Linked DNA regions of Rattus norvegicus: region 1 is linked to region 2. A link is a contact called in public Hi-C data. All regions are on one chromosome and are shown on one strand. The core of a region is the stretch at or near the end of the contact, and the rest is flanking DNA. Distances in the headings are between cores, read along the strand shown. Region 1 holds the start of Tstd2 (thiosulfate sulfurtransferase like domain containing 2). Region 2 holds the start of Tdrd7 (tudor domain containing 7).

Region 1 (3,381 bases), core at 548-3,047, 170 kb before region 2:
TATGTCACTTTGTTCTATCTACTCTCTAAGGTTTCTGTACCCAGACCCAACTGAAAAAATGATTCAGCCGCTAGCTGGTAAAAAAAAGCCAACACAACCAAAATTTGCAAGCCTTCTAAGCAAGCCATAAGAGGTTTTCTATATATTCATATTCTAATTCTCCAGTGACACCCTCACTTTAGGGGTAACCTGGAAGTGAGAGAAAAAATGGAGACAAGAGAATGGAAAGAACTAGGATGAAGACCAAGGACAAATTCTCTGATCCCAAGCAGATTAGTTCAGTAGTCAGATACAAAGCAGAGAAAAGCTGTATTCCCTGTGCTCTGTACATGAATTACATAAGAAGCCATCATGTTAAATACAAAAACAAAATCAGGCAAGCAGAGCAGCTATGCTGATGTGGTGGGAGTTCCGACTTGCTCTGATGTATCAGGGCATTCTCTCAGGTACTGCCTAGCAAAAACCTGGTGGTCCACTTTAAAACTATGTGTGATTCTACTTGGTTGTCTTAACATTCCAAGGAAGGAAGCTACCCAATTAATTTGGAGGGGGGGGGCGGCTTTTTTCTTAATGACGTCAACATTTATCTGTATCACCTTTGAGACATTGACAGTTGGTAAAACAAACAGCATCATGAACTACTTACTGGTGAGCACAGTATCTCATTTAGTCCTCGTAGAAATCAAAAGGCTTAGTATTGGAGGGCATATGACCATGACAAGATCACATAGTAAATAGCAGATGTCGAGCTTTGAACCTAAACCCTTGGGTTCTAAAGTTTTTTCTTGTCTTGATCATTTGGATCTAACATACATTTCAAAGAGGAATTCACTAATATCAACAGCTCCAAGTTTCACTTCTGGGTATGGCTGTGTCCTTGAGAGGCAATAATGGTGCAAAATTGAGCTTGGCAACAAAATTTATGGCAACACGACAACCTCCTTGCCCGCGACTATCAAAACTGACATGAGAATTACTAATATGCTCAGGTTAGTTCTCCTGCACTTTCTTACACAGGGAAATAGGCTTAAAGTCAATCCAGCAAAACAGCATGTGTCTGTTTATTAGTGACCTCTGAGGTGTTGGTATTCTTTCCCTGAAGCCTAAGAGGGAAATCAGAAGGTGGCAGGTAGAGGGGTAGGGTTCAGATTGCAATACATCCGATCTCTGTCATAGCTTTGTTCTTTTCCCGTCTTCCCAGGGTCCTTTCCAAGTGCACCCTGGAGGGTTAAAATGAAAACACTGGTCCACTAGATCCCCGCCACTAACTGACCCTAAGGGGCAGCAGCAGACACGTGCGTTTCCACGATCAGTAGTGAGGGATTAAGTCTTCAGTGTCGCCGGACTCCAGGTCGGGTTTGCCCACGGGGTACACCAGGCCTTCCTTCCCCGTGACTGAAGGAGATGGGGCAGCAGGGAGGCCGTCGCTTTCCTGAAGCCACTATCCACACCCGAGCCAGTCGCCTCCCTTCGGGGCTCCTCGAACCCTCCCGGGGAGAAAGGACTCCTATTTGTTCCCTAGAGACCGAGGGCAGTCCGGCCTCTCAACTCTCACCTGGGTGCGGTGGCCAGGCCCAGAGCACTCACCATCGTTCTCGTAGCTGTGCCGCCTCCGCGACATGCTGCTTGCTGATGCGCAGCGGATCTGAGTTGCGGGTCGCCTGCAACACCAGAACCGTCGGGCTGCCGGCCGGCCGGTGCGCGGTCAGTGGCGAGGCGCGCGGACTGAGCGGCGCGCAGGCGCACTCGCTCACGACGCCTGCCGGAAGCGCGAGCGGAGAGGCACCGGATGGGTTTCGCGGTGGAAGGCCGGCGTCTGCAAGTCCAAGCTCAGCCGCCTCCTCCGGCTTTCCACTCTGGGACCTTCCGGACGGCGAGCTAAATTATCCGGGCTGCAACGATCCCGCCTCAGCTTTGCACAGGCCCAGCAGTATTTTCCCGGCGGCCCCTGCGCCGACGACTTTGGAGACTTCCGGAGATAGGTGACGTTTCAGGGACTTTCTACGCACGCGCGAGCCGGGGGGGGGGCGTGGGCTCCAGGGCGGGGAGCAGCGCCAAGTTGGAGAAGGGAGACCCAGGAAAGGCCTAGGTATTGCGGGTACGTGTTCTCGCTTTTGCCGTCTGGCTGTAGACGTCTCGGGAAAACTGAGCGGGGAAGAAGGGCAAGCCACTCTCAGCGGTAGGGGAGCCAGGCCCGCCCGGCCGAGCCTGCTTACTGCCGTCCTACTGCTCACCTCTTCCAGCTGACGGGCGCCTCAGCTATTGATCGGTCTGCATCCAATTGTTCTTCTGTCCCTCTGCACGTGTACAGTATGTGGACGTTTCTGCCCTGTGATGGGCACCAAACTGCCTTGTCCGTGGTCTAGCCAAAACTTTTCCTTCAGTCTTACCTGTTACAGCAAATGGCCGTTTCTGTAGTTTGCTTAATCCATGAATTTAGGGAGGAATCATTAGACCCTTCACTTCCTGTTTTACAGTTTTTCCACTAACACTGCCTGCTGTACTTTCAAAGCAAGTTATAACCACTTATTCACTATGTTTAAAACCCTTCATGGACTTAAAAAAAATTCTATGTGTTTGTTCCTGGGTGTAAGTTGTACACCACCCTGGAACTGGAGTTTCTGACTGACATGTGAGATGGGAGGAGGAGAGTGGGCGAGAGTCGGGTGGGGTGGGGTGCTGAGTCCTGGGTCTTCTGCAAGAGCAGTAGGCACTCTTAACCAATGAGCCATCGTTCTGGCTCCTCCTCCTCCTCCTCCTCCTCCTCCTCCTCCTCCTCCTCCTCTTCTTCTTCTTCTTCTTCTTCTTCTCTCTCTCTCTCTCTCTCTCTCTCTCTCTCTCTCTCTCTCTTAGATTGTCTTTTATTTATTCTTTTCATTTATTTATTCATACATATAAGCAATCCATCTTTCCAGGAATTTCTATTGCAAATTCCAAACTATGGCTTCTTGGGTTCTGTACCCATCATTGTGTATAAACCACTATGTTCTTCTGATAAGTCCAGATTGTTCACATTTTGGGAATTAAGACTTATTTACTTTACCTGATGGTCTCTGCTGTGAACCTACATGACTGGCCATCGGATACCTACAGAGTTATTTCTGACTCTTCAACTTTTGCTTTATTTTATTCAACAAGTACTATATTGTATTAATTGACATTTGTTACCTTCTGTACACAAGATGGTGTTCAGGATATTGAAGCTGTGTGGTAAACAAAGGGGAGTTTCTTTTAGAAGCCGAAGCCCTAAATGGACCCCTCAGGAATGACCACAGGCACTGTAGTCTGATTGACTTAATAGCGAAGGGAGAGTGGTACAAGTTGTGATCAGAAGAGCAGGGACTGGGGCTGGGGATTTAGCTCAGTGGTAGAGCGGTTACC
Region 2 (3,748 bases), core at 732-3,231:
ACTGAACTAAAAATGACAAAAATCAACTCCTTTTTGTTTGTTTTTAAAGGGCATCTTTGGGCTCAGGAAAACAATGAAGCAGAGATAGGATGAAGAGAAGAAAAGGCAAGTTTGGCATAAAGAAAAAAGGCATGTTCATAGAAATAAGAAAGTCAGACTCATTCCAAGCAGCGAGAAACTCATGATGCATGATAGCATCCAGACATTTTTCTCTACATTAAAGTTTAGCTTTTGCTACTTATACTTGGTCAAAAAACAAAAAACAAAACAAAAAAAAAAAAACAGGCACTCAGAATGGAATTATAAAGTGTATTTTCTTTACACTCAACTATCTTAGAACACTTTAAAAAAAGAGCTGATCTTTCTAGGAGTTTTAAACTCAATGCAACACAATAGCTCACCCAGCCAGGCTCAAGTGGCGCATTTAAAAGGGTATTAGCAGGGATTACATTCCACTTCCAATCCACAGGGACTAAAATCTTAGAGCACTGCCAAGTGCTGCCTCATTGTCTTAGCAAAGAGAAAATCTAGCGAAGAAAAGGGACAAGGAGCTGTGCTCAACGGCCAGCATGGTATTTTGCATGTAACTGAAGCTCAACCACATCAGCTGGGTCTACACAGTGTGCCAACTTACCCTATATAAAGTTTTGTGTGTCCCTGCCCTCAAAAACCTTGAAATCCCAACCTGTAAAATATGAGGAGTTGAGGGAAAGAAAAAGTCACTTTGGACAATTATCACCATGAGCCAAAGATTTATCTTGTCTTGAAAACACTTCGAAGGGTAAGTTAGCTATTCCCATTTGGTACATGAGCAGGCTCAGGGACCAGGGGTGCAATTGATTCCCGATCTCACATTTAAGCTTTGAAGCTCAGATTCCAATACGTATCTGCAAAGGCCGCACTGTAGAATGCCACATTTTCATCCGCATCTTGGGAGCCGGTAAGAGATGGGGATTTAGTTCTAAATTACATTTCTGTCACTAAAGGCGTTTCCAGTCCCAAGAACACTTCCCTGCAAACGTCCATCTGCAGAGCTGAGGTTGAGAGCAACGCAAATAGTGGTTTTCTTGGTTGGTTTGTGGTGGTGGTATCAGAATCCTTTGGGGTTGGGTCTTAACATCTATACACACTCTCTCCCCTGCTCCCCAAAATGACTGGGGAGTGGTAGCCCTGGATATTAACAGAAATGTACCCTCAAGCGGATAGGAGAAGAAAAGCTGTCAGCTCCGACTTCCAAGACAACTTCTCTGTGAATGCTTGTTTCCTCCCCAGCGCTCACGGTTGACAGGAACGGCTACGTGTAGGTCCTGCCTGATGTGCGCGGCCTGCACCGGCCGGTCTCGAGAGCGGAGGCCGCCGCAGTGTGGCCCGCGGGGCTGGCACAACTGCGCAGAGCTCGGGTACCGCTGCCCAGCACGGGGGGAGGGGGGGGCCGAGGCCGGTTGCTCCTGACAGGGAGCCACTTCCTGCTCAGATCTGCGCGCCGCCCACGCCCCCCTCTGCATCTCCCGCTGCACAGTGGCCGGCTGGGTGGACGCCTGGCTCACGTCCCCGGGCGTCACGCACGACGCTCTGGAACCCCGCCGCGGCGGGGACGAGGCCCGGGCCTGAGGCGCCGCGCCCAGCCGCTGTCCTGCCCGTGCCCTGCCGCCCCGCAGCCCGCCCGGCGTCGCCCGCACCTGTCGCGCCCCGACCTGAGCTTACCTCGTCCCGGGGGCCCGCGGCCCACGCCCGCGCCTCTGGGCCCGGCTCCCTCCGCCACCTCCGCCAGGGCCCCGGACGCGGCCGCCGCCCACTTTCGGTTTCCCCAGCACGGCCTGAGCCGCGGCTTGGGAATCACCTAAAGCCCCGCCTTCTAGGCCACGCCCTGTCGCACCACGCCCCGCCCCTTAGCCGGCCGGCTCAGCTCTGCGCAGACGCAAGCACTGCGGCCACGGCCGCCCACTTCGAGTTCCGCGTGTAAGAGGGGAAACCGACGCCGCCTAGCGGTTTCTGCGCGTGCGCACGCCGGCCAGACGGCGGGGTGTGGGCTTCAGTCTCTTTCCACAAAGTTCATTCTCTTCAGCATGGCAATAGTTACTTTTCATTCTCCTAGTCAGTCGGTCTTCAGCTGTCTTCTAGGTCACTCTTTGGAGGAGGGTGACTACATTAAAATGCTTTGTCACGGATTCTTCACGCCTGTATAGCACTGCTCTAAAACTAAAGCTGTCTAAGGGCACTTCCCCGTATATAATAAGCATGAAATAAATACTTATCAAATTCTTTAATTCATTCTAAAAATGTTGAATAGCCGCTATTTATTCACTCCACGGTAATTCCACTAACATGTAATGCCTGCTTTTGCTGTCACACATCATGAAGATTTGGCATCATTCTGTATCTTTTTGCTGAGAGACTGCTGCCTCCTCAACCAACATTTTTTTTTTTTTTTTTACAGTTTGAGGTATACTCGCGGTACTATAAGCTGCACGATTCGAATGTACAGTTTCATGTATTTGGTATGCATACAACAGGGAAACGATCACAAATATTAGCATAACGAACATAGCCACACCCTCAAAGTTCTCTCTCTTTCTATAATGTTTACCTCATGCCCCACCTTTTAGTCCTGTTTACTCACTATAGAGCTGCTTACTTTTTCTGGGATTTTCTATAAATGTAATTATTCCATAGGTATTGTCATTAAGGGGGAGGGTCTGGCTTTCTTCACTCATCAGAATTCTATTGAGGTTTTTCTGTGTTGTTGCATACACTAGTAGTTTATAACCCTTGCTCACTGAGTTTCCACTCCCAGGTATTGACCTAAGAGAAAGGAAAGGGTTTATTCGTCATAGACCTGTAAAGGGATGTTTAAATCAGCTTTGCTTGCAATACCTAAAGACAGATAGCATAAACATCCTTTGGTGGTGAGTAGACAATTGACTGTTACAGACTCATAGGCGATGAATAGACTGGAAGGAGATCGTGAAAAGCCGCATATCCTGTGCTCAGAAGGTTCTGTCCTAAGGCTTTGACCAGGGGTGTTCTTTGAACACTGTTCTCTTTCATAACTTCACATCTGATCCCTGCCTAAAGCTGCCGAGGGGTCTCTGAAACAGAATTCTCTACAGTGCTTTTATTCTATTTCAGTCTGTTTCAGATGTCTTCCTCCCTACCCTGCCCGTTAAACTAAACGCAGCAGTGGCTTTCGCAGACCCAGAATGCAACTGTTCTCTATTTGGATTCTGCAATGCTCTGACATGCCCCGACTCCACATTCTGATGGGGGGTAAGGGTAAAAACAGCATCTGTGAACTGAGAGCATGCTGTGGGGATAGAAGTTAGGCAATGTTGAGTTCTATATATAAAACCAATCATAAGATGATGCGTGCATGGACCCTAAGTCTGAGATCCTTTATGCTTATAAAGGTCCCCCATTTGCAGTATCTTACGTACAAAGAAAAGTCATGTGCTGCACCTGGTTTTCCTTCTGTAACCAGCTTTATTTACGAATATTTGCCACAAGTTAATACTTTCAAGTGTGCTGTTTGGTGAATTAACAATGTGCCCAACTGCGGTGCAGCTACAGTACCAATCAAGATGCATAACTAGTTTTATTTCCAAAGGTTCCCCTGTGCCTTCGCCCTACCCCTGTTCCCTGCCTCTACCCACCACTCCTGGAAGCTGGATGAGATTTCAGTCCCCTCAGCTTTGCTTTCTCAGGAGTACCATATGTAGGGACCATAGGATGTGTAGGCTTTTGTGCCTGG

Evidence for each region. A called contact is a pair of places that touch in the nucleus more often than the background predicts.
Region 1: a Hi-C map of liver shows a contact between it and region 2, with 2.5 times the contacts expected there. The contact joins the promoter of Tstd2 here to the promoter of Tdrd7 in region 2. A contact is called at or near these places in 2 of 12 Hi-C or Micro-C datasets (Schwann cells and liver).

Annotation. Positions count from the first base shown.
Region 1 is chr5:65,209,941-65,213,321 of GRCr8, reverse strand. Tstd2 (thiosulfate sulfurtransferase like domain containing 2) reads left to right here and starts at 1,797. Exons shown (of 10, transcript NM_001108663.1): 1 at 1,797-1,982. Ncbp1 (nuclear cap binding protein subunit 1) reads right to left here and starts at 1,690. Exons shown (of 23, transcript NM_001014785.1): 1 at 1,588-1,690. The coding sequence starts at 1,621.
Region 2 is chr5:65,039,549-65,043,296 of GRCr8, reverse strand. Tdrd7 (tudor domain containing 7) reads right to left here and starts at 1,981. Exons shown (of 18, transcript NM_138871.2): 1 at 1,705-1,981.